Linked DNA regions of Mus musculus: regions 2, 3 and 4 are each linked to region 1. A link is a contact called in public Hi-C and HiChIP or PLAC-seq data. All regions are on one chromosome and are shown on one strand. Each heading gives the region's core, a stretch centred on a gene start, on an enhancer-like site or on the middle of the called end of the contact. The rest is flanking DNA. Distances are from core to core; before and after follow the strand shown. Region 1 holds the start of Rin2 (Ras and Rab interactor 2). Region 2 overlaps Rin2 (Ras and Rab interactor 2). Region 3 overlaps BC039771 (cDNA sequence BC039771). Region 4 overlaps BC039771 (cDNA sequence BC039771).

What was found. Hi-C and Micro-C count contacts between places; a contact is called where the count stands out from the background. HiChIP or PLAC-seq counts read pairs in DNA pulled down with a chosen protein or histone mark.
Region 2: an HNF4G HiChIP or PLAC-seq map of pancreatic cancer cells shows a contact between it and region 1. The contact joins the enhancer-like site here to the promoter of Rin2 in region 1. A contact is called at or near these places in 2 of 39 promoter capture datasets (the 3T3-L1 cell line and stem cell-derived epiblast-like cells), 1 of 15 datasets of contacts at CTCF or cohesin (the NIH/3T3 cell line), 5 of 484 Hi-C or Micro-C datasets (brain, nephron progenitors, stem cell-derived neurons and 1 more), 2 of 115 datasets of contacts at active chromatin or transcription factors (pancreatic cancer cells and stem cell-derived neural progenitor cells) and 3 of 9 other capture datasets (adipose tissue, liver and pancreatic islet).
Region 3: an HNF4G HiChIP or PLAC-seq map of pancreatic cancer cells shows a contact between it and region 1. The contact joins the enhancer-like site here to the promoter of Rin2 in region 1. A contact is called at or near these places in 4 of 39 promoter capture datasets (3T3-L1-derived adipocytes, liver and trophoblast stem cells), 1 of 15 datasets of contacts at CTCF or cohesin (the NIH/3T3 cell line), 12 of 484 Hi-C or Micro-C datasets (the AML12 cell line, bone marrow-derived macrophages, dorsal root ganglion neurons and 8 more), 4 of 115 datasets of contacts at active chromatin or transcription factors (bone marrow-derived macrophages, embryonic stem cells, extraembryonic endoderm stem cells and 1 more) and 3 of 9 other capture datasets (adipose tissue, liver and pancreatic islet).
Region 4: a Hi-C map of muscle stem cells shows a contact between it and region 1, with 1.4 times the contacts expected there. The contact joins the enhancer-like site here to the promoter of Rin2 in region 1. A contact is called at or near these places in 1 of 39 promoter capture datasets (trophoblast stem cells), 1 of 15 datasets of contacts at CTCF or cohesin (the NIH/3T3 cell line), 6 of 484 Hi-C or Micro-C datasets (liver, macrophages, muscle stem cells and 2 more), 7 of 115 datasets of contacts at active chromatin or transcription factors (bone marrow-derived macrophages, embryonic fibroblasts, embryonic stem cells and 4 more) and 3 of 9 other capture datasets (adipose tissue, liver and pancreatic islet).

What each region holds. Positions count from the first base shown.
Region 1 is chr2:145,781,347-145,788,572 of GRCm38.p6, forward strand. Rin2 (Ras and Rab interactor 2) reads left to right here and starts at 4,770. Exons shown (of 13, transcript NM_028724.4): 1 at 4,770-4,833; 2 at 4,976-5,068.
Region 2 is chr2:145,840,613-145,847,838 of GRCm38.p6, forward strand. Rin2 (Ras and Rab interactor 2) reads left to right here. Exons shown (of 13, transcript NM_028724.4): 5 at 4,099-4,291. Among named protein-coding and RNA genes, the nearest start is that of Gm39954, 50 kb to the right of the region's middle. Within about 2 kb of position 2,994, at least 55 of the 459 cell types and tissues checked have an H3K27ac peak or open chromatin away from gene starts, as enhancers often do. A contact at or near this core is called in pancreatic cancer cells, where this site is marked.
Region 3 is chr2:145,726,878-145,734,103 of GRCm38.p6, forward strand. The region is part of intron 2 of BC039771 (cDNA sequence BC039771); the gene reads left to right. Among named protein-coding and RNA genes, the nearest start is that of Gm34513, 6.7 kb to the left of the region's middle. Within about 2 kb of position 3,819, at least 39 of the 459 cell types and tissues checked have an H3K27ac peak or open chromatin away from gene starts, as enhancers often do. A contact at or near this core is called in bone marrow-derived macrophages, pancreatic cancer cells and trophoblast stem cells, where this site is marked.
Region 4 is chr2:145,747,221-145,754,446 of GRCm38.p6, forward strand. It overlaps BC039771 (cDNA sequence BC039771), which reads left to right. Exons shown (of 4, transcript NR_033220.1): 4 at 4,693-6,452. Among named protein-coding and RNA genes, the nearest start is that of Gm34513, 27 kb to the left of the region's middle. Within about 2 kb of position 2,746, at least 3 of the 459 cell types and tissues checked have an H3K27ac peak or open chromatin away from gene starts, as enhancers often do. A contact at or near this core is called in muscle stem cells, where this site is marked.

The sequences.
Region 1 (7,226 bases), core at 3,520-6,019:
TGAGCCAACTCTCCAGCATGTGTGTCCATTGAATGAAAAGCATTCATGATCTCAAAACTGGATATAAACTGGGTGTGATAGTGTACACTTGTAATCACTCAGGAGGCTGAGGCAGGAGAGGTCAAGCCAACCAAGGCTATCCTGGGAGAGCCTGTCTCAAAGCAAAATGAAAGACACAGCTGTTTTAAAAAGTAATTAAACTGTTGAGTGAAAGACAAGACACTGGAAACTGGTTTTGAATCTCCATAACTTTGAATCGCCGAGCCAGAGTCTGGAATAACGTTTTCCTGTCCAACTTGAAAAATCCCTGGCAATTGGAAGGCAGTTAGGGAAATGCTCAGAGACTTGGACGTAGACAGGAGCGTCTGTGCTCTCAGAGGCGATAAAAGCCACGGGGAGAAGGGTCTGTACACCTGGAGCCATTTAAGAAGCCAGACACTGAGTGCGGCACCTTAGTCAGATTTGGACTTCCCCTGACTGGCTCCCTGGGGTGAGTCATTTTGACAGTAAAATAATCATAATAATGAGCTCTTGTTTACTAAGATAAATTCAGTTACTGTACTTCACTCAACTAAAAGAAAAAAGGTATTGAGCAGAAATTTCGGGGGTATGAGTAGATCTGGGGGTAGAAGTTCTGGGCTTTCACAACTATGTTTTCTTCCTGCCTTTCTTCCTGCCTTTCTTTGCATTTGTCTTTTTGAAAAAATGTTTTTTTTTTATTTTATTTTATATGTATGAGTGTTTTGTTCATGTGTATTTGTTCATGTGTGTCCTGGAGTTAGAAATGGTTGTAAACTGTCATGTAGGTATTGGGAATCGAAGCCAGGTCCTCCACAAGAGCAAGTATTCTTTTTGTTTTGTTTTGTTTTTGTTTTTGTTTTTGTTTTTTGAGACAGGGTTTCTCTGTGTAGCCCTGGCTGTCCTGGAACTCACTCTGTAGACCAGGCTGGCCTCGAACTCAGAAATCCACCTGCCTCTGCAGCCCACGTGCTGGGATTAAAGGCGTGTGCCACCACCGCCCGGCTAAGAGCAAGTATTCTTAACTACTGGACCATCTCCCTAGCCCCTGAACTCTGTGTTTTGAACCTCACTGTGAGTGACAGATTCCCAGCTGTTGCATCTGCTGTTCTTTGGTGGAGTTTACACTTGCAGCCTAAAACAAATTTAAAAAATCAGAGGGGAAGGAATTAGGGTGAGGTTGGGCAAAACTTACAAAATTTCAGTCCTGAGAAACAAATCTGGAAAGATCTATAGTACAAAATGATGACTGCAATCAATATATCTATTTCTGGGAGTGGTGGTGTGTGCCTTTAATGCCAGCACTCAGGCAGATGAAGGTGAATCTTTGTGAGTTTGAGACTCACAAACGCCTGATCTATGTAGCAGGTTCTATACACAGGACTGCATAGTGAGATCCTGTCTCAGAAATAAAGGCTGAGCTTTGCTGAGACTTTAAAGTGTCCCCAGCAAACAAACACACGAACGAATGGACATGCCAGTTAGCATGAATTATCTATACATATTGTTTACAGATTTCCAAACTGTTGTATCGTATACTATAAGTCTGTGCTTAAAAAAAGAGAATACAGTTTGAGCAAATTAAGAAGATTGAAAAGAGGAGTGGGAGGGGAAAGCCCGTCTCTCAAAAGCTGGGATGCCACCTAACAGCCTTCAGTCAGGTGCAAACCAAGCATAGAGCTGTAACACCTCCCCCGCCCCATTATGTCACCATGTGACTAGGTAGTCATCTTAGTTTGTGTTTGGACCATGTACAATATTCATACAGAATAGAACCTGCCTTTAAACAACATAGGACTGCAGGCTCCAGCCCTTCAGCCTTTTCCAGATCTGCCCCCAGCAAGGTTGCACAAAAGCTGGAAGCTCGCTGAACTGAAGCAGCTCCATTAATTGACCAGCCAGACACCACAACCTCTGCATTTGTCTCTGCTTTCGACTCCACAGAGACTGGGCTGTGGCCATGTCCAGGCAGGGGCCGATGGCCTCAGTGCTTGCCCAGGTGGCTCTTAGGACTTGGAGCACGCTTGCTCAGCAGGCTGCCGGGATAGCTGGCTCCTGGCCAGGGGACATGGGTGTCACTGATGCTTTTCAGGACAGACCTTCAGTTACCCCAGAAGTCACCCATGAAACCACCTGGAAAGCCACAGAGGCCAACAACAGAGGGGCAGCCTGGGGTTTCTGGGCAAGGGAGGAGCACCTGCTTCCGGTCTTTGTCCTTTATCTCATCGACTGTGGCTCCATTTACATCCTTTCAATGATTGATGGAAAGGCCTGGCTACTCCAAACCATCACAGTGGCTTTTTGCTAGCATTCGATAGTGTCTGGAAAGACAGACCGCTGGACAGAAGGGTCTCATTTTTTTCAAGAATCTGATGACTTGACCTTTCACAGAAACCAGGCAAGGTCTTCAGCAGACCAAATCTGGAGGAACGTCATCGAATCTCAAGCTACGATACAGTTTTGTTTTGTTGTCCAGCTGTAACTGGATGGTTTGGGGACCCACTGCTGGATAGTATTTGCAGGAAGGATGGGGGAGCTGAAAGGAGGGGAAAGTGACTATGGTCATCTCGATTTAGTGCTGTAAATGTTGAACCAAGGTATTGAAAAATTTATAGTTTGGGAAGAAAACCATTGGAGTCACAGGAATGGTCATGAAATAAAATGTCCAAGCACCAAAAACCTTGTACACATCTAAACACACTCAGGCACATCCCAATCTGGTGTGTCCCCAGATTGGTAAGGTCTGCATCTCTCCGCATCTCCTGTAATTTGACATACACCACCTCTGGCACTTGTCTTGGTGTTCATGTCTTGGAGAAGCCTTAAAAATAAGAAAGGACATCACCTTCCTCCTTTAAAGAAATACAGCAATCTGCAGGCCCCACAGAATCTAAACTAGGTGTTTAATCAGGACTGCCTGAGTTACAGGTGTATGTGCGTATCAGCCGCTAGTTAAATCACCAGCAAACTAAAGGAATTCAGACGACTCCGTTGCCAAAAGAATTCCTTGTGAGCTCATCATGAGGAATGGTTTGTATATGGAAAACCCTGGAACAGAAGAAAGAAACTGTTCTGCATGAGGAATGGCGTCTTGGCTCTCTCTTAGCATTTCCTGAACTGCCAGGCTATGTGGAATCTCCTGCCAGGAAAATGTCCAGAGGTAAAAAAAAAAAAAAAAGACAAGCTTTAGGTTTGTTTAAAGTGTGTGCTTCGTGAAAGTGTCTGAGTTTCTGGGTCTAAACGGTTAATCATCTGCTGCCCAGGGTTCCCATCCCTCTCCAGTTCTGAACACAGCGCTGTGTTTTCCCTCTGGAGTGGTGCCAGTCTATGGACGTTGCTAATAAGGATGGGCTTCAAAGGCCCTGGAGCTGGACTTCCACTCCGATGCTGAGCCGGGAGCGTGAACCTCTGGAGTCAGCAGGATTGCCGTGAAGCTTGCCATCTCTCCAGGAGGGTTTTGGATCACTGTCCTTCATCCCAGCAGGATCACAAATGGAACAGGATGCCAGAGAGAAAGTGACCAAGACATGGAGCAACAAGTCAACTAGAGGAGGTTTTGAAAGGAAGGCTAGGTGCGTGAGATGCTGTTTTGCCTAGATGAGATTCCACACCTGAGTCCAACCTAACAGCTCACTGTGGGTGTGGGTTGAGAGACAGTTTGGGGGGCATCAAAGGAATCTCTACAAAGTCTCTTGCTTTTACACTTGTGCATTGCTCACTGGTAGACTTTGCCTTTCCCCTTGTTAGACTGTCACTAGCGCTGACCTCAGCATCCAAGTGTCTGATGCTGGCTCTGTCATCCAGGCTTTGGTACCTCACCACTTCATGCCTGCAGCCCAACCACTTTTAATATTCCTTAGTGATTCAAGTGATGTTTGCACTTCCTACTTTCTGTGTTGCTTGTGTCTGCAATATGCCCTGGCTTGTACATGTTATAGCAAGTGGGTTGAAAGGCATGTTTGTGTGTGTGTATGTGTGTGTGTGTGTGTGTGTGAGAGAGAGAGAGAGAGAGAGAGAGAGAGAGAGAGAGAGCCAGCCCTTTGTGAGATTTCTGTTTAAACCTGTACAGTTTCACTGGCTGTACAGTTTCACTGGGTAAGTAAGGCTTTGGGGACTTCCCTTGCCACCCCAAGACACACCTGTCTCAGCCAGGTCTCTTGCACCAGGTGTGTGTACCCAGCTAAGACTGAAATGAAGATGGAAGTCTTTGCAGGGTGTGTGCAGATATTACTGGTTTCTGTCCTAGGAAGGGAAATTCCAAGCATGATAGTCTCGGCGATGATTCAGGACCATGTTGTTATCCTGCCTTTAAATTTTTCCTCTGTGTTCCAAAGTGAGCCCAAGCCCTTGGATGATCCTGGAGCTGTTTACATGCGTCCCCTTACACAAATGAGCTCTGTAAACACTGACTCTCTGGGCTGCATCCCAGTCCCACTGGCTTCTAAGGGGGGAAAAAACAGAGGGATTTCTCCCTAGTGCCCTTCTGCTGACCTTGCCTGCCCGGGAGGAGAGCTAACTGAGGGAATGCTGACCTCACTCCCTAACAGCAGGATTTCCTGGGACATAGAGGGATCCATTCTTCTGCGATCTGCCATATGAAATCTATAAGCTTTCACAGCAGATTATGGGGACAACTAATATTGGTTCCTTTTGGACTTCAGCTTGGGGTCAAGCAAACACACAAAGCCATCTTTATGCTCCCTGAAGTCCTGAAGACCTTCTACGTCAGCTGCTGGCAGAGGGGGTGGGGCAGCGAGGTGGGGCACAGTCTAGGAAGAGTGCTGGCCGCGGCAGGAAACCGGGCTGAAAGGAGATGTAAGGGCTTTGGTGGGAAATAAATGGCACAATGTTGTTGACGGAAAAAGATCTTGGCAGGACTGTTGTTGTGAGTGCTCTGTGGCTTAGAAAGGAATTTCCTACAGGCTCCACTAACCATTGAAAATGTCTCTACCTTCAGGAGTCCCCGGCATGTTGTAGAGCCTCGCTGGGGGAAATGTCAGCGTGGACCATGGGCGCCCAAGGTCTGGACAAGCGAGGAAGTTTCTTTAAGGTAAAAGGAAACTAACTGGATTTGGGATCTCAGCTCTGCTCCCTCTGCGCGGCAGCCTGAGGAGCTGCAGGCACCCGAAGCTGCAGGCTGGAGCTTAAAAGCCTGCTGGCTAGACCAGCTGGGGCCAGGGGAGCTTGCCTGTGAGCACGGTGGTGCTCAGCGGGCTGGGGCTTTTGTGGTTTAATAGTTCCTCACTGGCTGGGGTCTGGGTCAGAGATGCCACACGGTGAGACCCTAGAGGGGCTCTGAAGTGGTGTGCTGTTCAGGCTTTTTAAGCTAGGGAATTTCAGGATGAAAGCTGGACTTTGATTTCCAAAAAATTAATGGTGTGAGACCAGTGTATTCGTCTGACTGAATCATTAAAGAGCAGAAGAAAAAGCAAAGCAAAGCAAAACAATGATTCCAGGACCTCACTTTAGGCTGATCAAATGTTAGTTTCTCAAACACTCAAAGGTTTCTTATGGTGGGGCAAGGGGAAGACAAGATTAAAGTCATACAGCTTGTCTGTTTCACGTGGGCATTGCTGGGGCTAAAGTAACTTTCTGGTTTAATGAGAGATTTTTTTTTAAGGTTATTTTATATGGAGTGCGTATGTTTAAGATTTGATGGCCATTTCTAATGTGAACTTGCAAATTAGTTTTCCTTTTGTGGCTTTTTGACCTGTTTATTCATATCCTCAAATAAATGCAAATTTATTTTGGAAAATCCTGACTCACACCTCACCCCCTGCCCTGGGGATTGGGGGGGGGGGGAATAGACTAAAGGAAGTTAAATGTGCACATGAAGTGTATTGCAGTCAGGTGTCCCAAACAATGGTCCTTGTCCCCAGAGGAGGCGCACCAAGGAAACCTTATTGCTTTATTACTGAGAAGGGGGGTGGGGGGAGTGCTTGTGGTTAGTAAATCCAAAGCCCTTAAGTGTTCATAAGTATGTATGTGTATCTGTGTATGTATGTGTATCTGTGTTTTCTATTTCCAAAGAGATTGAGACTGATCATATGTCAGAGGTTGACCCTAGAAAATCCATCAGAAACCTTGTTGATAGAGCAAGCTTTATTGAGCTTATTGCTGAAACGAGGGCCAAGAGTCTCATCAGTGTCTAAGCCAGGGACCCCTGGGAGGTGCGTTGGTAGGTTTTGGTTGCTGAGTCCCAAGTCCTTTAAGCTGAGTTCTCCAAAGCAGGGTGTAACTGGATTTTAGTGAAGCTTGATAGTAAGCAACATCTCTGATTGGGTTTTAGCGAGGCGTGGGAGGGAGTGTCTCAGAACTGGTAGACAGAGGTGAGTCTTGTTGAGTAAACCATTGACTAGCATGCTGCTCTCCCAAGTGAGCAAACTTTTGAGACTTCCTGCAGCAAACAGAAAGGCTATTGACTGACTCATAGCCTTAAGGCTATGGACAGGAAGATCCTGGAAGAATCAAGTAATGTTGACACAAATGACCTCCGCTCTCCGTGCAGGTCGTTAAGCTGTGTCTACATAACTAATCTCAATCCTCAGCGAGGTTTCTCAGCTTTCATCAAACCTGTGTAAACGGGAGGGAGGAGCTTCATCCTCCGGTTTCTTGGGGGACCAGGAGCTGAAGCCCGGAGCCCTCGATTGTATCTTACGCTGAGATATGCGTGCAAAAACACCATCTCAAACACTGCTTTATCCCAAGGCATGGCCTAAATTAGCCTAAATATTGGTTAGTCCTTAATTACCACCTTAGGATGTACAGGGAACCCTGCGGAATCATAGCTTACATAGTAGTTAGACTTCAAAGTCAGGGCGAAAGAAAATAGAGTGTGGTCAGAACTGAGTTTGAAAATTTCTAAAGAAGATGCCCTGTTGGACTCCATGGACCGTCCACCCTGACGTCAGTTTTGGTCAGTTGTTTTGGGGTTTTTTTTATTTGTTTGTTTGCTTTGTTGTTGTTGTTGTTGTTGTTGTTTTTCCAGTCCTGTTTTCGTTTTCAGCTTTCAGTGAAGCAGCAGGCATAGGAATCGGCTTGTAATGCTGTCTTAGGCCATGTGAAGGAGTCACCTGGGGAAAAGATGAAAGCTAGCTAAACCCTGTGAGTTCTGTTTCTTGACCTCTCATGGGTCAGAGCCCCCTTTGGAAAATTCTGGCAAAGGAGTCTGAACCATTTACTATTATCTATATGTTTGACAGAGCTTA
Region 2 (7,226 bases), core at 1,744-4,243, 57 kb after region 1:
CTGGATTTTATCATGTGATGCCTTACTAACGTTCTGAGCCATGCAACCTCTGTCAGCATTCATTTACATAGAGACACCTGTCTGTCTGTCTTAGAAGTCACTGGTTTCTATTACTCTCAGATAGGTCTGTATTGGGTGGAATTCTGCAGAAGCAGAGGGATTCTTGTGCAGATGGTTTCGAGAGAGAAGAGCTTGGGAGCAAGGGGATAGACAGAAAGGGAAACAAGGCCCACAAAACCAAAAACCAAACAAACAAACAAACAAGCCAAAACCTCTAAATCTCACTCCAGAGACGCCCCATCTTGAGACAAGAAGGTCATGCCTGCTGGGCAGTGGTGGCACACGCCTTTAATCCCAGCACTTGGGAGGCAGAGGCAGGCAGATTTCTGAGTTCGAGGCTAGCCTGGTCTACAGAGTGAGTTACAGGACAGTCAGGGCTACACAGAGAAACCCTGTCTCAGAAAAAAAAAAAAAAAGTCACTCCCTTCTCCAGCCACACCTGTATGTCTGGAGCAATGATTGCTTCCCAGGGAGATGGCACAGCAATCTCAACCTGTAGGTCACCACCCCCTTGGGGGTTACATATCAGATATTCTGCATATCAGATAATACATTATAATTCATAACAGTAGCAAAACTACGTTTATGAAGTAGGAATGAAATAATTTTATGCTTGGGGATCACCACACGAGGAACTATATTAAAAGGTCGTAGCTTTAGGAAGGTTGAGAACCACTGGGTTAGATACAGCTTCACAGGCATTTCCAGGAGAATGAGGAGGCTCTCCGCTGTTGGTAGCCAGTGCCCCTAACAACCAGGGTGTGGGCTCCTGTCCTGGAGAGAGAACTCAGGAGGGGTTGGGAGCATGCACCTGACAGTCCGTATTTCACCCATCAGCTCTTTTCTGAAGATTATCCCTGATAAAAGCCACTTTGTCCTGTAATAATACGCTATAAACCTCACGTGGCCGGTTAGATCAAGTCAATACCAAAGACTAATTGCCAGGTCTAATTTATGGTTTCTTCTTTATGAGGCTCCATGAATCTTACTCACCCTCTTCCTGTCTGGGCCCTGACTGCTTAGGCTGAGGTCAATCATCAGAGCAAAGAGCATTAAAAAAACAAAACAGAAAAACCTCAAGCTGGGGAGGAAGGTTCGTGGGATGTGACTGTCTGGGGAGAAACAAAACACCTTCTTGCCTGACACATGGGAGAGGAACGTCATTGTGTTAGACACTGTCAGATTTGGACTTGTTAAAATATGGTAAATTAGTGTTGACTGGAAATGTTGGGCTATGGTTTTTGAGTTGGTTTGGTTTGGTTTGGTTTGGTTTGGTTTGGTTTGGTTTGGTTTGGTTTGGTTTGAAGTGCTGAGGAACCTACTGAGGGCTTTGAACATACTAGGCAAGTGCTGTATTCCCATATCTCCCTGACTCTGAAATAATGATTTTGAACTTCAAGCATCTCTTTAGTGGCATGTTACCATCCCCTCCTCCAGCCCCCTAACAAAAACAAACAGCTAACTGATCAGAACCCAAAGTGCACGTTTCCTACTTAGCTCTGCAGCCAAGTGACACATACATCGGAGTCCTCAGATGTACAAGATGCATGTTCCCCAGAGTCTGGGAGAACTGCAGCGGCTCTGGTCCACCAGGACCTACAGAATCAGAATTGTGGGGGTCAAAACCAGGAGCCTGTGGCTGCACCAGTCCCCAGAGGATCCCCACACTCAAAAATTTGGCAAGGTGTAAAGCCTTTAAATGTGGGTCCAGTTGGATTCCCCTGCATTCTCATACCCACATCCTGCCTCAAAGTGTCATTGACTTGACCTGGGGAGCAGTGTCACTATTGACTCTTAAGTTTCTCTGATGATCCCTGTAAATGGCCAGGGTAGAGAGGCAGTGGTCGTCAGGTAACTCACCTGTGCAAAAGGGATTTTAGCATCAGCTTTCCTTGGAAGAGTTTGTTCTTTTACCTCTTATGAATCGTCACTTTAGAACACCCAGAGGGACTTCAGTGGCTTTTGCATAAAGGACAGCTGTAATCTCACTGGCTTGATCTCCTGGGTTCAACTGATCTCTCTACCTCAGCCTCGTGCATAGATGGTGCTTTAGCTATGCATCTAGAAGAAAAATGAAATATGGGGCTGTTTAGATTGGTATAAAACCAAGACACTGGGGCCAGGGGTGGGATGGTCTTCCCAGGGCTCTGGTTCTGTCTCCATGATGTCAGCACGGCTTGGCTGTTTCTGAGGCCTGACATCACCCACATAGACAATCTCATGTCTCCTTTCTGCAACCCTCCACTCTTCCATCCTCCCCAATCTTGAGGCTTTATCTAGTGCACACCCTGGGTGTGTGTTTGATGACTGAATATATCCCACACTGAGCATGCGTTCCTGCTGCCTGTTCCAGGACTGTGCTAGGGACTTGTTCATTCCAAGTCAGGAACGATATCAGTGTTAGGAGAAGGAGAGAGTCCCCAGAGCTAAGCCACCTTGGACTAGAATTTCAGGACTCTTCTCCCTAGCACGTACATGCTCTTGATCAAGATCTGGCCTCTGATCCTTTTTTTGTGCTGTGTTCTGTTGTGTTTTTGAAACAGTATCTCACCTGTAGCCTTGGCTGGCCTGGAACTCACTATGTAAATCAATCTGGCCTCCAACTCAAAACCAGCCAAACTTCTGGGGTTAAAGGCCTGTGCTACACACTTGGCTGCCTTGGATTTCTTGGTCCTTCTTCCTCCATTTCTAAGTGCTAGACTTACACCGGTCATACGTGTGTGTGCCTAGACCATCACCCTCTTTAAAACCAGCATCATAGTACATAGTGTGGTACTTCAAGAAGTAAATGATTGATTGCACGCTGGCAGAGTCCAGCAGCTCCATACATCCTCAGGCTTCAGTTTGCTCACTCCTCACCTACAGTTAAGTGTTGGCAGTGAAGGAGGCTTATTTGTCGATATGATTCACAGACCACAAAACCTCTCCATTTGTAGGACATGAGTCATTCCGGAGTTTTTAGTGGATTCATGACATTGTGTAGTCCTTGTTGTTACCACGTACCACATTCCCTACAACTCCCAAAGACACCTGGTACCTGTTTGTAGTTGATTCTCATCTCTCTCTTCTTTAATCTTAGCCAACCACTAACCTACTTTCTCTCCCTAAGACTTTTCCCATTCTGAACTTGTACAATTGAGTCAGATAATACTGTGACCTTAGCTCAGTGCCCCGTTGCCCCACCACCACAGCAGGTGACAGACTCACACACCTGGCTCTTCTCACTTAGCATGCTGTTCTCCAGGGGCATTGTGTGGTAGCCTTCCACTTTGTAGCTGAGTAATCTAGCTTAGCCTCTTATCAGTAGTCACATTTTGGGTTGCATCTCTGTTTTTTTTTTAATGTTTTTTTTAATTGTTTATTTGTGGGGTTCGGGTTGTTTGTTTGTTGCTGTTGAGGCAAGTTCTCACTATGTTCCCCCATCTGACCTTGAATTCACAGAGATCTGCCTTAGCTCCACTGCCTGACTGCTGAGATTAAAGGCATGTGCCACTTCACCACACCCAACTATAAAAAGCTTTTAGGGCACATATTTGTTGGCTTTTATGAATAATGTCATATAATTTTACGAACATCGCATACAGCACCACTGAATTATGATATTTTATTATCCATAATGTTGGGGATAAAGAATATTTAGGTTTGTAAGAAGAAATGAAAACCAGTAATTTAGATACAGAACAAATATCCTTAAGTGTGTTTTGACTGTAATACAGCTCAACAGAACTTGTGTTTGTGACAAGTGCTTTTAAGCATTGAGACTTCAGGCATCAGAAAGCCTGAAATTTAGCAGTTTGAAGTTCTGTCCTCCAAGTAGCAAATACTTTAGCCCAAAGACAAACAAGCCTAAGCCAAACAGTTTATGGTACTTAGGACCTTTTGAAAATACGGGAGAGTAAAATAAGAAATGAATCTGTCCTCCATACTTTTTGACTGGAGGGCGGTGACCCCATTGTATACATATGCTGTGACAGATCTGTCCAGTAAGTTTCAGGGAACAGCATCAGTCATTGAGCCCTGTTCTTTTCTTTATTCTAGCATGGTGAGACACAAGGATGGTGGCTACTCTGAAGACAAGGATGGGAAGACATGTCCCCGAGACTCTGGCTATGACAGCCTCTCCAACAGGCTCAGCATTCTGGACCGGCTCCTGCATACCCATCCCATATGGCTGCAGCTGAGTCTGAGTGAGGAGGAGGCAGCAGAGGTCCTGCAGGCCCAGCCTCCAGGGGTAAGAGCCAAAACTCGGGAGCTGAGGCAGGTATGCTGCTGCCTGACAAAGAAACAGTTGGGAAAATTGCCAGAAAGTTCTTTCCAGCTCCTGGGTCATATGGCTTCCAGTATAGACATCAAATACAATGCAGGAAAACTCTGGTCCATAAGGCAGTCTCTAGGAGTAGATTCCTTTCCAGGCCTGTCTTCATCTTCTCAATTATGGGACTGTATGGCTCAGCAGGGTGCCAGGGCATCAAAGGAAGGAAGCGGAGCCCCTGGCCAGAGGTCCAGGCCTGACCTTCTGAGCCTGCTTCTGGATCCCTGGTTGTCCCCTATGCTCTTCTTTCACTCTGAGTTAAGAAACCCTGTGAGGTTCAGTCATTCATCTGGGAATACAACCTTAGAAAGGTCTGTGACCAGAGGCTTGTCTTCTTGGGCTGCCCGTCTTCTCCTTGACTTTTCAGTAGCTTTCCATGTCAATCAAAATCTGATTGTGTTTCAGCAGCTACTACCTATCCGCGACCATTGCTTCCCCTTAGTCAGGCTACTCACTGTAGCTAGACATGGCAGCTTATATCTGTAATCCTGGTACTTGGGAGACTGAGGCAGAAGGATCTAGGTTCAAGACCAGCCTGGGCAATGTAGAAAAACTCTGTGTGTGTGTGTGTGTGTGTGTGTGTGTGTGTGTGTGGGTGTATGTATGTGTATGTGTGTAGTATATTTTATATATATGTATATATATACATATATACATATATACTATATGTGTGTATGTATGTATGTATATATATGTGTATATATATATATACACAAATACATATATATACATATACACATACATACATATATGGCACTAGGGAATAGCTCAGTAGATAAGGCACTGGTCATATAAAGTATAAGAACTAGAGTATGGATCCACCAGCCAATCTGTGAGCTCTGGATTCAATTGAACAATCTCAGTAAATATAGCATAGAGTAATTGACAAAGATACCTGATATCAACTTTGGGTCTAAATAAATAAATAAATAAATACCACTTCACGGCTCCATTTCTTAAAAATAAACAGCAACAGCAAAACATTATTCATTGTGACTGGCATATCCTGTGTTGTTCACTGTGATAAGGTCTCACCTATATTGTAGCTATTTAAGTTCTAACACACTACAGTGAATGAAAATAGCAGCTCAGTTATGGACTTTCCCTAACCACATTTTCAGTACTCAGGGCTCACAGGAAGCTGCCATAGGGGAAGGTTCAGGATAGAGGCTCTCTGTCACTGTAGAACATCACTCTGTGCGATGTCCACTGCCAAACAGAAGACAAATACAATAAATCACAGACAAAATAAGGCTTAAAGCGTTTGATAGATACAAATAGATACAAAGTAACTAAGCCATACATGGATAGTATGGGGAAAAATTCTATTAACAGCTAGCTGAGGAATGTCATAGCAGCAGGGTACCAAATTCAGCTTTAGAGTCCTGCAGCTGCTAGGGCCTACCTCTGTCACTCTCTGTCCTTAGAAGTGAATCTGCCTGTCTTTGCTTCTTTCTTCCTTCCTAAATACAGAAACAGACAGGACTAAGAATTTCATGACATCAAGACCACTGGGGCTGTCAGTGCAGAGGTGGGCCTGCCATGTGCTGCTGTGTAGGTGGAGTCCTCCCAGCTCCAGGAAGGGCTATGAGGGGCACTATTTGATCATCCTTGGAAAGAATTCCCTAAGCAGCATACTGAGCTGTTGCCCCCAGGCTTGGTCTCTATGGTCAGAAACTTCTTCCTGGGAGCCTCTGCTTTCTACCAGTTGATTTATGTGCTTGTGCATCTCTGCCAAAAGTTCTGAAGCAGGACCTTACCAGGTAGTAGTTCCCCACCCTGCCCTGCTCCCCTCCTGGGTGGGGCATAGCCATTCCTGCTGAGGCTTGTATGAGGAGCAAGCTAGCAGAATAGTCTCTCTATCCACGTACCTGAGCTCTTGACAGAGCTTTCCTGACAAGATGGGGCAGGCTGAGGACAGGCGCCATGTGGACCAGAAGTGATGGTGGGGACTGAAGGAAAAGCAGGTGGCTAGAGGCCTGGTCCTGGTGGCGTGAATGTATGAATGTACTGAGGATGTTTCGGTACCCTTAATTAAGCAAGAGGTCTGTGGACAGCTCTGTAAGGAGCCTGAGTGTGGAGATAGTTGGTTTGTCTGGCCATGCAGTGTCTGTCATACCTACACAGCACAGGCTTTTGCCAGGCAGAAGCAGCTACAGATAGTATGTGAAGGGGGTAAGCAGCTCTGCTTCAATACAGAGTTACTCACAGAAACAGGACCAGGGTGGATGCATTCTGCAAGCCTGACTTTGTCAGCCCCTGTGACGTCAAGCCTGGAGAGTGTACTCCTGTTCCCCTGGTCCCTAGCTGGTCTCCAGGGAAGTCCCCATGTTTTGTTTCATACAGGGTTTCTCTGTGTGGCCTTGGCTGTCCTGTAGAAGGGAGCTGTGCTTCATCTCTGCCAACAGCCGCCTCTCAGAGCTTGGATCCCTTACCCCAAACACATTCACCCAGGATGTCATTTGCAGGGCTTCTGCCTCAGTTTTAATTTGTCCCAGAGCCCGAGTGATCAGATATGTGAACCAGGAGAGTTCCATGGATGGTCTATTGTTACTGAGGGGTGGGGGGGACTCAAAAGATTTTCTGGTCACACCTTCCCCCAATAAGCATCATGGGTAGTGTAAACATAAAAAGAAAGGCAAAGATCTCCAGGGTGGGGGTGGGTGAGGGGGTCAGCTGTGAAATACTGTAGCAAGAGAGAGAAGGTGAGCGTGTAAGGTTCGAATGCAGAGGAAAGAGATAATTAGTGTGGGATCTTTAAGGAAAAGGGACCATTTGCTATAGACAGGGACCAGGACTTAGCCAAGGCCACCACACTCTGCACTTCACTTGATGTGCAGGCAGGTGGATGATG
Region 3 (7,226 bases), core at 2,569-5,068, 55 kb before region 1:
ATAAATTTCACTTTAAGATATACATATGAGTGTTTTGGCACCTTATACAACTTCCTAGTCATTTCATAAAATGGAGTGATGTATCAATAAACGGACTTTTTGGGCTAAACTACTTTCACTCAATTATGTTATTAAAGTAACTCATAGGCCAGTTTTTTTTGTTCCCTTTTGTGTCTTTTTTTACTAATTAATTCTTTTATATATTTATATTCCCATGTTGCCCCCCTTCTCAGTCCCTTCTTGAAGAGTTCTTCTCCCCATCTCCCCATTTGCTTCTGAGAGAGCACCCCACTCCGAGTATCTCCCCACCCTGAGGCATCAAGTCTCTACAGGAATAGGTGCATCCCCTCCCACTGACACTAGACAAGACAGTCCTCAGCTACATATGTGCCAGGGTCCTACGGCCAGCCCTTGTATGCTCTTTGGTTGATGGTTCAGTCTCTCGGCGCTCCCAAGAGTCCAGGTTAGTTGACACTGCTGGTCTTCCTTTGGGGTTGCCATCCCCTTCAGTTCCTTTATTCCTTCCCCAAACTTTTCCATGGTGATCTCCAATCTCCATCTTATGCTTGATCCTTTTGTGTCTTAATTAGATTTCATTGTACAAATTCCCTGAATTTCATTTATGTATTCTGTGTTGGTAGCGATTATGACTGTTTTGGCTTTATTATAATTCCCAAGGTGCTATGTAGAATGTCCTAATGCAAGATTTTTAAGGACATTTATTTCATTTTGAGTGTAATTTCTGGATAATGTAAGTATGTACTTATTTTTTTATGAAACTGCTAAATTGCTATCCTTAGAGGATGTAGTAATTTATATTCCCCGCTCCCCGTTGTATCTGAGCATCGCCACTTTTTGAGCCACGTCCCCACCCACAGCTGATATCATGGATCTTCTATTTTATCACACTGGATAGCTCTGCTGCAGTGTGTGGTGGTCTGAGCATTTCCCTGATGATTCATGGCACTGAACATCTTTCCACATGCTGATCTGTCGTCATCTGTATGACCTCCCTTGGTTTAATATGTTTGCATATTTGGTTTATTCTGTGTTTCATTGTTTTGTTTTTGTCAAGTGGCAAGAGTTCCTAAGAATTGCAGGGTTTTTGGGTTTTTTTCATGTTCAGAATCCACATAAAAAAGTAAACAGTACTCTAGTACTCAGGACTCTTATGTCATAATAGCATACTCTGGAATTATTTTGTAAGATGGTTAGCGTCACCAAAAGCATCTAACGGAAGGGCAAAGGGGAATTGGATTGTCAGTCGTTGGCCAGAGACAGTGATTGTTGGGCGGCAGCTCAGTGGATCTTTTTAAATGGAGAAAGCCTCCTTAACCGCTGGGAATGGGTAGCAGGTGATTAGAAAAGACGTGGAGGCGCTTTTTACTATCTTCCTCTCTCCAGTAGCAGGGTATAGAGGAGAATTGCCAGCCATACAAAGTTCCCATGGCAGTGGGCTATCAGACCAGGAAGGGACTAAGCATGCTCAATAACACATGTGCTCCATGCTGGGTATCTCAGTGTGTTCCCCTCCACAGTGGCCTCTGCCCCTTGGCTCCTCTTGCCCACCAGTCTTCTCTTTTGACATCAAACCCTTACCTTCTCAGCATTTCTCATAGAATAAAAGTGAGCCAAACACATGCCTGTGACTGAGTTAAAACAGCCACCAGTGAGTGAGTTATCCAATATCAGATGACATTTTTTAAAAAATGAGGCAGAAAAAGACTGTTGTTCAATTTATTTGCTGTCTCCTGATACTCAGTGAGACCCACCTTGTCATTTACTGAATCCTATGGAGCCTCACAGTGCACAGGATGCTGCTCGGGGCTAAGGGAAGTTCATCATGAGCCAAAGTCCTTCGACACGTTTCCTCAAGACACTTCTATTGTGGCAGAAGAAATGCGTGATGATGATTAGAGGCCCACCATGGGGTCTTGGCTATAATAAGCTACAATATTAAGTAAGTGAGGCAGAAGTTGGTGAGTGCAGATTCTGGAATGGTACACTCCAGAAGATTAACAAGTAGGGCTGAGGCTTTAAAATTCTCTCTTCTACATTTTCGATGGCTTTGTTTTGCTTTTGTGATAAAAATGATACTTTTGGTGTAAAAAAAAAACAGATTTAAATTCACCCACGATGAGCTGTTATATCATAATTCTGTAGCCAAAAATATTGACAAGTTCAACCAGAAAATACTGTCTTTATGTCTGGGGTATAGTTTTAACATGTTTTAAGGAGGGAGGCATTTGGAAACATAGATAACTTATAGAAAACTAGATGTGTTGGTAATATGATCCCAAATGTTTCATGTGAAATGATCGATAATATCTTTGGGTCTTACTAAGTGACAAAATGTGCTGTGTAGTTTAGAATAAAACACGGTATCCTTAAATGCTGAACACAGAAAGCAAGTGTTTCTCGTGTTTGCTCTGAACCGTTTCATGGCAGGTGAGACGTAAATGTGTACTTGAAAAGTCACAAGTGGGGTGTGAAAGCAGGGATTGCTGAGGTTTGAGAAGCTTGGCCGTAGGAGATTCACAAACGTGGGGAAGAGAGTCACCCAAAGCCAGCCACTCTGACGCTATCTATACCCAGGCTGTCTGCTGCAGGCTCGACTCTCTTGAGCATTTAGGTTTGTGAGTGGTACGTGGATAGGTGACCGTGCTGTACACCTCCTCTGCCCTCTTTTTTTCTCTTCCTCGGTGCCTCCACCAGCCCGATGCTTCCTGATCCTGACTCATGGTGACTGTTCACAGCAACTGCTGCAGTCATGTAACATTCTACCCAAGGCTGCTCCCCCTCCCCACCCACATTGTTAAAGTCATTCAGCCCCTGATTTTTAAAGTCTACATGCTCATCTATAGGGCCAAAATAAACTAGATCCCCTCCAAACATTAATTCAATACTATGAATTAATTTTATGAAATTTGGCTATGTCTTGTTTTTCTACTCACAAAGAGGCTCAACATTTGTTTCTGCGTGGTTGTAATAAGCTCATACATCGAGTCTGAGCTTCATGGCTTTGTGTTTGCTTCCAGAAGGTTCCATAGTGATGGATTCCAGTAACTTTGAAGATTGCTTGTGAGATAATCAGATTTGTTTGTTTTGGTTTTTTTTTTTATTTCATTTGAATGGATTTAATCTTATCCTCTTATCTAAAGCTATTAAGTAATTCATTTTGAGAATTAAATTATGCTAGAGAAAAGACAATACAGCAGAAGCTTTTATATGTAAAGATAAAAGGAATATAAAGCAAAAAGTCAAAGTTTCAAAGTTTGGTGGTATGCAAAAGAAATCAAAGAAGGCATATAAAGGAATGTTGAAGAGTATCAAAAACTATTACATTGCTCCCCTTTGCTTCTCACCACTCCTGAGTTTGCTGACAAGAGTTCAGTTGTTTTGTGCAGTTGCACTGGGACGATGCTGGTTTACTTTGTCATCATTGCGTTTCTTTGTTTTGGAAAGTCACTTTTCTGCTGCTCCTTTACACGCCATAAAAGCGGAAGCCACCCCGACATTCTCGGTGTGGTATTTGCTGATACTGAAGTGTGTTTATGTGGTTTCAATCTGTAGTCCCCAAACCCCTGCTCCTTAACCTTTTCTTTTGGATAATGTGAATCATGGTTCGTTTTTGTTTTTTGTTTTGTTTTTTTTTCTTCTACCCTCGGCTCCATGATTCAGAACCATTCACTTCCTCAGGATCACTAAATTGCCCCCACAGCCCTCTGGGAAGCTGATTTGTCATGACTGAGCAAGCCACCTTGTGTGCCATTGGCCAGCACCAGCTGAATAGCTACCCTGAGGGAGTGGGATAAAGGTGGCCGCCACATCCTGCTTTGGGGAAGTGACAAAAGGCCCAGTCTTGAGGATGTGTCTGCTTTGTAGCAGTGCATGGGTTCCTCTTTATTTATAATGTACAGATAAATCTCATATTGAGAAAAGACAAAGCTGTCTCATTGGTGGACTCACTTCTACTCACAAGGTGCAGTTATAAGAGTTGAGCATCACCATCCCCACGGGTTCATGGTACATGTTTGTGAGTGACTTGAATTTTACCATATAGATGCAGCTTTGAAAAACTTGGAACGGATTCATATACCCCAAACACATTTGAACTTACTTGAGTCTAATTTCAGAGAAATTCGAGGCAAGAGTTTTTTTTTTTTTTTTTTTTTTTTTTTTTCTGTCCCTCCTTAGACGAGACGTACCAAGTCATTCTGAAAGTGGTACCTTAGTTACGCTCAGGTATTTTCAGTAGTTTCCACTCCGTGTCATCTTGTCCATAGAAAGCTCGAGATTATCAGCCCCAAAGGTAGATGGGACCCCACCTCTACATGAGGCCCTTTTCTTACTTATTGTAAAACAAACCTTTCAGGTTCATGAGACAAAGTAGTTTAAGAATGGGGACAAACATGTAAAGTAGTTACAGGCTGGACACGTGTCAGAAGGTCAGTTTTGCTTTCAGCTTTAGGTAGTGTTAAGACTGAGTTTTTAAAAAAGATTTATTTATTTGTATTATGTATCTGAGTACACCGTAGCTGTGCAGATGGTTGTAAGCTATCATGTGGTTGCGGGAAATTGAACTCAGGACCTCTGCTCGCTTCGGCCCAAAGATTGATTTATTATTATATGTAAGTACACTGTAGCTGTCTTGAGACACAGCAGAAGAAGGCGTCAGATCTCATTACGGATGGTTGCTGGGATTTGAACTCAGGACCTTTGGAAGAGGAGTCAGTGCTCTTAACCGCTGAACCATCTCTCCAGCCCAAGACTGAATTTTTACCTCAGGTTTCCTGTAAGCTTCCCAACATGGAAACTTAGGGATAGAAACACTGGTAGCAAACAGTGCCTCCTGGAAAGGGGTGGATGTCACTGACCCTAAGCTGAGTCACAAGCATACAAAGCTGGATCAAGAGACAGAGAGAAGGCTCGGTCTGTAAAGGCCCTTACCACCAAGCCTGGCAAAATGGAAGCTGAAAGATACTGGAAAATTACCTTTATATTTTCAAAATTAAAATCACTCCATGGTCAGTAGCTTGTTTGGGGTCAGGTACTGTGGAGGGCCAAGGCTGAGGATCAAGTTCTCATGGATTGGATGTAGAGTCTGAGCTTCAGTCAAGAGCTAAAAGCACACATTGGCATTCAAATCCTGATTGCTGTGAATTTCAGTAGTAGTGAAGTGTTATGTTACCTGTCAGACCTATAAAGATTTAATAATTGTTAATGCTCATAGTTTAAAAGAGGTTGTGACATGGTTTAAAATACACACAAAAAAACTAAAAACAAATTTTTTTTAGTTAGTTGAGGTATTGTGGTATATCTATCTGTCTTTGAAGTAATATTTTACACTTATGAAAGAGACAAGGTAGATATATCTGATGAATACACCAGTAGACAGTCTGCGCAGTGATTTCTCTATGTAAAAAATGTGTGTGCACATGTACCTCACATACGAACACATTTGAGCATTCATACATATCCATGTTCCTAACACCTAGTAAGATTTATTTCTAGGTGAATAAAGACTAGAATGTGTTTTAGTCAGGTAGCATGGCCATAACAAAATACTACCAAGATAATAGCTTTTGCAACAGAAATATACTACATTTAGTTCTGAAAGCCAGGGAGGGCTGAGATCAGCGTGCCCACGTGGTTGGGTTCTGGTGAGGGCTGCTTCCTGGCTTGCCGTGGGCTTCCTGACTTGTTGCTGGCTTCCTTCTCCCTACATCCTCAAGTGGTAGAGAATGTGAGCAAGCACTCAGGGAACCGAGGGCACTAACACCATTGTGGGGGGTGGGGTGTACTGGTTAGTTTTGTGTCAACTTGACACAGCTGGAGTTATCACAGAGAAAGGACCTTCAGTTGAGGAAATGCCTCCATGAGATCCAACTGTAAGGCATTTTCTCAATTAGTGATCAAGGGGGAAAAGCCCCTTGTGGGTGGGACCATCTCTGGGCTGGTAGTCTTGGGTTCTATAAGAGAGCAGGCTGAGCAAGCCAGGAGAGGCAAGCCAGTAAAGAACATCCCTCCATGGCCTCTGCATCAGCTCCTGCTTCCTGACCTGCTTGAGTTCCAGTCCTGACTTCCTTGGTGATGAACAGCAGTATGGAAGTGTAAGCCGAATAAACCCCGTCCTCCCCAACTTGCTTCTTGGTCATGATGTTTGTGCAGGAATAGAAACCCTGACTAAGACAAATTGGTACCAGCAGAGTGGGGTATTCCTGTGACAACCTGACCATGTTTTGGGGAGGACTGTGGAAGGACTTTGGAACTTTGGGCTTGAAGATCCATCCGTTGTTAAGAGCTCTGTCGGATGTTGTGTAGGAGCTTGGAAGATAATGTTGAGAACACTGCAGAAGATGGAGGTTTGGTTTGTGAAATTTCAGAGGGAAAATTAAAGACTTTTTTCAGGGCCATTGCTGTTTTGATTGTGAAGATTCTGTAGTTCTGGTTAGCTGGGGCTGAAGAATTAGCTGTGATTAACAAGATACCAGAACTACTAAAGCAAAAACTTTGCATTACTGGGACTATTGATGCTGGTTAGCTGGAGCTAAGAAATTAGCGGTGATTAAGAAGAGACCAGCATCATTGAGATGACATCTTCTGGGAAGTGTTTTCTGAAAGCACAAAGAGGCTATGTTCCAGAGATGGCCAAGGTTGTACTCCTGCTGCAGCGGGACTTGGTAATATGTAAGGGTCACCCAGGTGGTACTGGTTTTGAAGGCATGAAGGGGTCATGCAAAGCAGCTGAGGCTTGGCACTGTGAGAGGCCATGGAAGGCCATTGGTGAAGGTGCAGCCTCAGTTGCAATTGAAAGGCCCAGGACTGAAGGGGTCATGCAGTGTTTTGGAGATGCCAGTACCATGAGATGACCACCAAGAGCATCAGCAGCAGTGGAGTACAGGCATCTGGAGCCTAGAGGATGATGTGTGTGCTACAAAGGGCATGGCTGGAGAAGTGACCCAAGCCCTTGGAGGAGCCCAGAAGATCGTGAGTTGGATCCCAGACATTGGACAGTTGGAGATTGATTTTTGCTTTTGATTGTGACTGTGCCCTGATATTTTCCCTCTTGAAGGAAGAAACTGTTTTATTGGAGCCCACAGTTAAGAGACTTTTAATTGTAAAAAGACTTTGAATTTTAAAAGAGATGGATATTATAAAGAGATTGAAATTTTAAGAATATGTAAAGACTGTGGGACTTTTAAAGTTATTTAGATCTTGGGGAT
Region 4 (7,226 bases), core at 1,496-3,995, 36 kb before region 1:
AAAGATAGCTAAGATACCAGAGATGCCAGTGACCTTAGAAATCTCTGATAACCTACCACTATTAAAAACCAGAACAAGGGGGCTGGAGAGGTGGCTCAGTGGTTAAGAGCACTGACTGCTCTTCCAGAGGTCCTGACTTCAATTCCCAGCAACCACATGGTGACTCACAACCATCTGCAGTGGGATCTGATACCCTCTTCTGGTGTGTCTGAAGAGAGTGACACTAGACTCACATACATAAAATAAATAAGTCTTTTTTTTTTTTAATCAGAACAAGGCACAGGATCAACCCCAGAAACAGTTAGCCCACCAGGGAAGCAGGTTGTAGACCAGACGGCCATATGGTTTAAACTTGAAATCTTCCTTGCAGGCTCGTGTTTAGAGTGTTCTTTGCCATGAGTAGCATGGACATAGGGCAGTCACAGGGTGTTTGGGGAATTATGATCCCTAGTTCCAGCCACTCCTTCAGCTTCCTGGTATGGTATGATGTGAGGTGCCACACTCTCCTGTCACCATGAACTCTGCTGAGATGGACTGAGATCTCTGAAATGGTGTCAGAGTAAGACTTTGCTCTCATAAACAGGTTCTTCGGGGTATTCTGTTTGTGAGGTTCATCAGGTTGTCTATTGATCCCAGGTTAGCTGCAGGGAACTGGGGTTCAAGGGTTAGACCATACAGGTGACCAGAGACAACATGATATATGGTTGCCATGTTTCCTTTCGTATCCAGAAGCTTGTGTTGAGATTTATTTGGCGCTGCGGCTGTGGTGAGAGGCAGGGCCTTTGGGGAGGATCAGATCATAAGAGGGATCAACGCCTGCCTGTTGGGAATAGGTTACTTATCACAAGAGTGGGCGGTCATAAGGTCAGACTACCTTTTGTGATTTGCAGTTTTATGTGTATTTACTTAGTTGGCTTTCACCTTCTACCATGTTCTGCTGTTGCTCTTGACAGCTGCTGTTGCTATGACACCGAGCCTCCAGATCCGTGACCCAAAATAAATCTCTTTGCTCTTCATAAACTACCCAGTCTCAGATATTCTTTTATAAGAAACAGAAAATGAACAGAGATAAGTACAATGCCATCCCGATATAGTAATCTTTATATATTCCATCTGTACTGACTAGTTTTGTGTCAACTTGACACAGCTGGGGTTATCACAGAGAAAGGAGCTTCAGTTGAAGAAATGCCTCCATGAGATCCAACTGTAAGGCATTTTCTCAATTAGTGATCAAGGGGGAAAGGCCCCTTGTGGGTGGAACCATCCCTGGGCTGGTAGTCTTGGTTCTATAAGAGAGCAGGCTGAGCAAGCCAGGGGAAGCAAGCTAGTAAAGAACATCCCTCCATGGCCTCTGCATCAGCTCCTGCTTCCTGACCTGTTTGAGTTTCAGTCCTGACTTCCTTGGTGATGAACAGCAGTATGGAAGTATAAGCCGAATAAACCCTTTCCTCCCCAATTTGCTTCTTGGTCATGATGTTTGTGCAGGAATAGCAACCCTGACTAAGACACCATACATTTAGTATGCTCAAAAAAGCAAACACCAAGTAACTTTGAAAAAATACTTTCATTGGGTTTCTTTTCAGAAGAGCCAATCTTATGGAAAGTAGCAAATTATTCTAAGTATCCCTTCATGAATTAAAGTTTTCCACATCTCTAATGAAATACGTGAGGCTAGATCTCCAAGTTAGCTTCAGTTATCAACTTGACACAGCCCAGAGTTAACTGAGGGAGTCCCCATTGGGGAATTACCTCTATCATTTCAGCCTGTGGGCATGTCTATGGGTAGTCCTCTTGACTGCTAATTGATTGAAGAGGCCAGGCACACTCAAAGCAGGGCCATACCTAGGCAGGTGATTGTGGTTATAAGGGAAAGCCGACCAAGTGGGAGCCAGAGAGAACAAGCCTGTAGGCAGAGTTCCTCTGGTTTCTGCTTCAGCATTCGCTTCAGTTCTCGCTCTGGTTTCCATCACTGACGGACTGGAAATACAAGTTGAAACAAACTTTTCCTCCCCAGCTTGCCTTTGTTCAGAATGTATTCTCACAACAACGAAAAGTAAACCTGAGCATGGGGCAACTTCATGAAGCAAAGGTTTGCTTTCATTCACTGAAAGTCCAAGATCAGATCAGGCCTCTGCTGAGAGTCTAATGGCCGGTGGTGTTTTGTGATGGAAGTGCTTGGGGAAGACACTCATATGGCCAGGCAAGAACCCAAAGGAAAGAAGAGGCCTCGTAGTAACTCATTCTCAAGAGAGCTAGCTCAACCTCCTTGAAAACCTCCTGAATAGCTTCCCAGGATAGTGCTCCCAATACTAACTCTTTCTAGGTCTCACATCTTAAAGGTCCCACCACTTCACATGCAGTCAAACTAAGGACCAGATCTCTAGGGAACGAGCTGTATCCAAACCACCAGTCATCAAAATGTTTTCAAATAAAAGATGCAGACTTTATGAAGCAGTGGTGTTTTAACTCGGTAAAACACGCAGTGCCCTGACTCCTAAACTGTTAGTAAGCTTTGGAACAACTGAATTTAGGCCAGATAACAAGCCTCGGGGCACGCAGATACCTTAATGGGATGTCAGAGAAGCCATTAATTTCATGGTTGTCAGTTGTAGTTAAATCTTCAAGTGTGTCAGATTCCAATGTCTTAATCACTTAAGCAAGAAGAATAAGACCAGCAATGTGGCTGACACAGTTGGTGGCTACAAGCAGAGGCCTTAGGAGGTATTTGTTACACACTTCGTTGCTAAAGATGGGGACTAAACAGTCAAAGCTGAGAAAGGTTCACTTGCTCCCTCTAGAAACTCATACATGGTAAACAGTACTTTCTACTTCTGCTGAAGTTCTTCCTCTTGTGGAAAGGATATGACTGTATTCTGTCCAACATTAGTCTATCAGAACTCTGACAGGTGAAACCCAGGTTAGTTACATGAACAGGTGAGTAATGGCTGAGAATGATGGAGACGGGATGGGAACCATCTAAAGAGAACCTTCTCTTAAGAGGCAGCATGAGCAACTCCATGCAGCCAAGTGATGTCATAGGGGAGGCAGCTGCTGTGTTTCAAGCTCCTCAAATTTTCCAAAAGATGCCAGGAATCTCAACTTCTGTGATCTCTTCATTTTTCTCCATTAGCAAGTGTCTAGATTTTCTTTTGTTTGTTGTTGTAAACCTGTATTAATGCAATGTTTTGCTTTGCTAAATACAATTGGACTGACAGGCCAGGCTTAATCCTTAAGTGGTACCTATCAGTCCTTTTCTTCCCACCCTCATCTAAGCATAGAGCATTCGTTTACCACCTCTCTTTTGCCCTTCGCAAAAGCACATGTAGTTTTGTTGTCTTCCACCATTCAGTGTGCCTGGCTGGCACAGCGTGAGAGCATGTCCCTAAATGCTTCGGAGTTCATTGCAGCTAGGAGCTGAACAGTTTCAATCTCTCTCTCTCTCTCTCTCTCTCTCTCTCTCTCTCTCTCTCTCCCACACACACACCCCTCCCCCCCCCCTGTGTGTGTGTGTGTGTATCTGTCTGTGTAATTTACATTGTGCCCATATAGCAGAAGGCTAAGGGTAGTGTTGTGGTGGCAGGAGGTGTGGCTTAGGGTCAAGACAGAACATACCCTGATAGCAAAAAGGAGATTTATTACCTGAGGGAGTTAAGTGGGGTGGGGGTGGAGGGCTACATCTAGATTGGTGTAGATTGGACAAAGGCATCAATAGGGGTTTCTCTCTCTCTGTAGGAGTGGGTTTTTAAGTAGAAAGGGGGGTGGGAAGTCTATGCTGGGATGAGTTGGTAAGTCCTGATTGGGCAGGTTAGCCAGTATAGCCAAATAATGAATTGTGAATGCCAGGCCTTGGTTTTTAGTCTCAGAAATGACTCAGTGGCTAAATAAGGGACTAAACCTTGGAGGCTAGCTTTAGGAATGTAATCTAATGGTTTAGCAGGGGAGAGGGAAGGTGAAAGGGCAAATTTTCCTGGTGCCATGTCTGCCCTTCAGTAGATACCTGGGCTAGAGATAGAAAGGCTTCTGAGGCCTGGAGCAGATTCCAGCTCTGTGCTCTTCAGTGTCACCTCTAGCCCAGGAGTCATCTGACAGGAGACTGCTGAGCTCTTGAAGTACAGTTGGGGTGAGCCCAGACGTGCTTGCCAAGGCAAAGTGAGCTCTGGATTTGAAAGCTGTAGGAAAAGATCAGATCTCCCATTTTTAAAATGATATTTGTAAGTTGAACTAGTTTGGATGTATGGAGGAGATAAGATGTGATAGTGAAAGCCCTTTCACTTTTTGCTTTTGATGTAGTCACTAGGAAATTTAAAGTTACGTCTGTTACTCATATTCTCTCCTGCTCAGGGTTGCTCTGTACCAGTGGTCTGGAAACTTCTGGAAAGGTCCAGATAGCTCCATGGGCCAGGCAGTCACTGCTGCAAGAAATCACTGTGCCAGGCCTGTACAAAACTAGTCGCAAATCGCATGCAAAGGGATGAGTGTAGCCATGTTACAATAAAACTTTATTTCCAAAATCAGGCAGGGCCTAGATTTCTGGCTCCTGCTTGCTAAGAACCAGCAGGGAGAGGGGGATGGCAGTTCTGAGGGTTGATGATCCTTTTACTGGCTAGTCAGGGTGCTAACTCTTTCAGAAGTCCATGGAGCTGGTGTCACGTGATGACATATGTATCTTTTTGTATTTCCCTTGTCCTTCAGGGTAAAGTTGACTTAAAAAGACCCCATCTGGCCTGGTAGTGGTGGTGCACGCCTTTAATCCCAGCACTTGGGAGGCAGAGGCAGGTGGATTTCTGAGTTTGAGGCTAGCCTGGTCTACAGAGTGAGTTCCAGGACAGCCAGGGTTACACAGAGAAACCCTGTCTCGGAAAACCAAAACCAAAAAACAACAACAACAAAAAGACCTCATCTGGATCAGTCCTCTTCCTATTTCAAGTGTACAGACATTGTTTTCAATTCTCTACCAGTGGTCAACAGTTTAGTTATCTGGAGTCTTGTTTTGCTCCAAGCCCCTGTGATTTTTGTCCTACACCTGTGTTCTGTTCGGTAGCCATCACTTCAGAGAAAATTGTACAGAACCAAATAGGAATGGCAGGCTATTTATGGGGTAGTAAGGGAATAGAATTCATGGGACACCCGTAAGTATAAACTGTGTTAAAGATGAATGTGAGTTTAAGCCACCAAATCTGCCAACTAAAACAAAATCCTTGATCCCCGTGAGTTCGTCATGCCTGCCCAATGAATGAACACATTTCAGTCTTTTGCCATCAGAATATAGACACCACTTGCTGGAGCTATGCAGACTGATGGAGAAAACTTGGCTAGAGCTTAGAGGACCTGACAGCCATCAAACCAGGCTTCCTCCCAAGGTCAGGGCATGTGACCTCAGACCCAGCCTGGTAGCTGGAGCAGCATCCTCCAAACCCAGCTCTTGCTTGTCCAGCAGCAGTGAAGTTGCAAAAGGGAGCTTCCAAAAGTGGAAACATTTTCAAATAAGTCTTTTAACTTTTCGCCTGTGGATACAGCTGCGTTGACACAAAGCCACGTTTGAGGCATGATGTCTCAGAAGCCTGGCACCGCGGAGTGTTTTTCTACTGGGACCCATAATTGTTGGCTTTTAAGAGTGGTCCTGTGTTCGGTTTTATCAATGTGGTACTTGAACTGGACTTTCAGCTGACCTCCAAAAGGAAATAGTTTTAAAAGGAAGAATTTTAAGTCTGCCAAAAGCCAGATAATGGCACAGCACAGAAAAAAAGCCAGCGTTCTGTGGTTTTTATATTAAAATACGAGTCTCTTAATGCCTCAAAACAGCGGCCAGAAAATGCGAAGTTTAATACATGAGGCTCTAAGAAGCCGTTTTAATGAGCTTTAGTTTTCGCTTTGTTCTTTGTGATTCCCCCAGAAGGGGCAAGCATCTTCCTCCTGGTCCTCCTCCGCCATCTATTTTTGCTTTTATACAAATGGCTGTTTTCATTAAAGCAATTTCAAAATATACTGAAAACAGCCATGCCCAACTCCAGGCCTCGTACTTTGAGGAGTTTTCAGCTGCAGGCTCTGCAAAATATCTTGAGGAGCAAAGCCACCAGTATCCGGCTCGTCCAGCATCGTGAGTTACTGGTCCCATGAAGACTCCTCACTTCCCCTTGCTTTAGCTGAGCCACATTCCTGCACTTTGGTTTTGCTAGGTGACGGTGTTTTCACCTTTTCATGAGGGGCCATGTGAGAAGCCAACACCTATAGACAAGGTGCCGCGATTAGATTGGGCTACTTAGCATTTCCACTTCCTCACTAGGTACTTTGAAATATCCCAGCCTGAAAGTGGAATCTGTGGTGGAGCATGTGCTTAGCATGCACAGAACTCTGGCTGCAAGAGCTAGTACAAGAAAGGAAAGAAGGGGAGGGGGCGCGGTTTCCCATAGCCCTAGGGAACATTGAAATAAACTCTGCCTTTGTGACTATGTTTTCAACCTGCACACCGGTCTTCTGCTCCACCTCCATGGATGAAGGGACCTGGGGAGGTTTGTCTACTTGATCCAGTCTTATTTATCAGGCTCAATAGAGCTGTGTCTCTGGAAGTTGATCATGTGTACATAGAAGGCTTCAACTCCATACCAGTGCGGACCCTGGGTAGAACACACGTAGCAAGTCAGTTCACAGCAAGTGTGGCTCTCGGGCTAATTACATTGACTGCCCTCTTGCTGTCAGCTCACAGTTGTCACATATTAAGTGGGATAGGAAACACCAGCACGGACTGCTAACAGAGGTTTGTCCTACCGGCAGTACAGGATCCCTAATGTTCCGTCCGTATCCTTATCAACACTTGGTAAGGTCAGCCGTAAGTTTTACCTACTGAAGTGGATGCATAGGATGTTCCACTACAGCTTCAAGTTGGAGTTTCCTGTTAAGAAGCAAGGTTCATCGCTTTCTGATGCCTTAGGATGGGGAAGTCTCCTCCGGAAGCTGTATTGCGAGCTACTCAGGAAGTTGAATTGTTCCTCCTACCCAGGAGGCAGGTGTATTGCAAATTCAAGGCTGTCCTGGGTCACTGTATTCATCACTTTAAAATGAAATATCTTGTTAAAACCTCTAATGGATTTTAGTGGATTTTGGGTTTTAATTTTACTAACTTATCTTAATGGCTTATCTTCTTTAAAAATATTACATGTAATTTATTATTATTTATTTTGGACTGTATGTGTGTGTGTGTATATATATGTGCATGTCTGCATATGTGA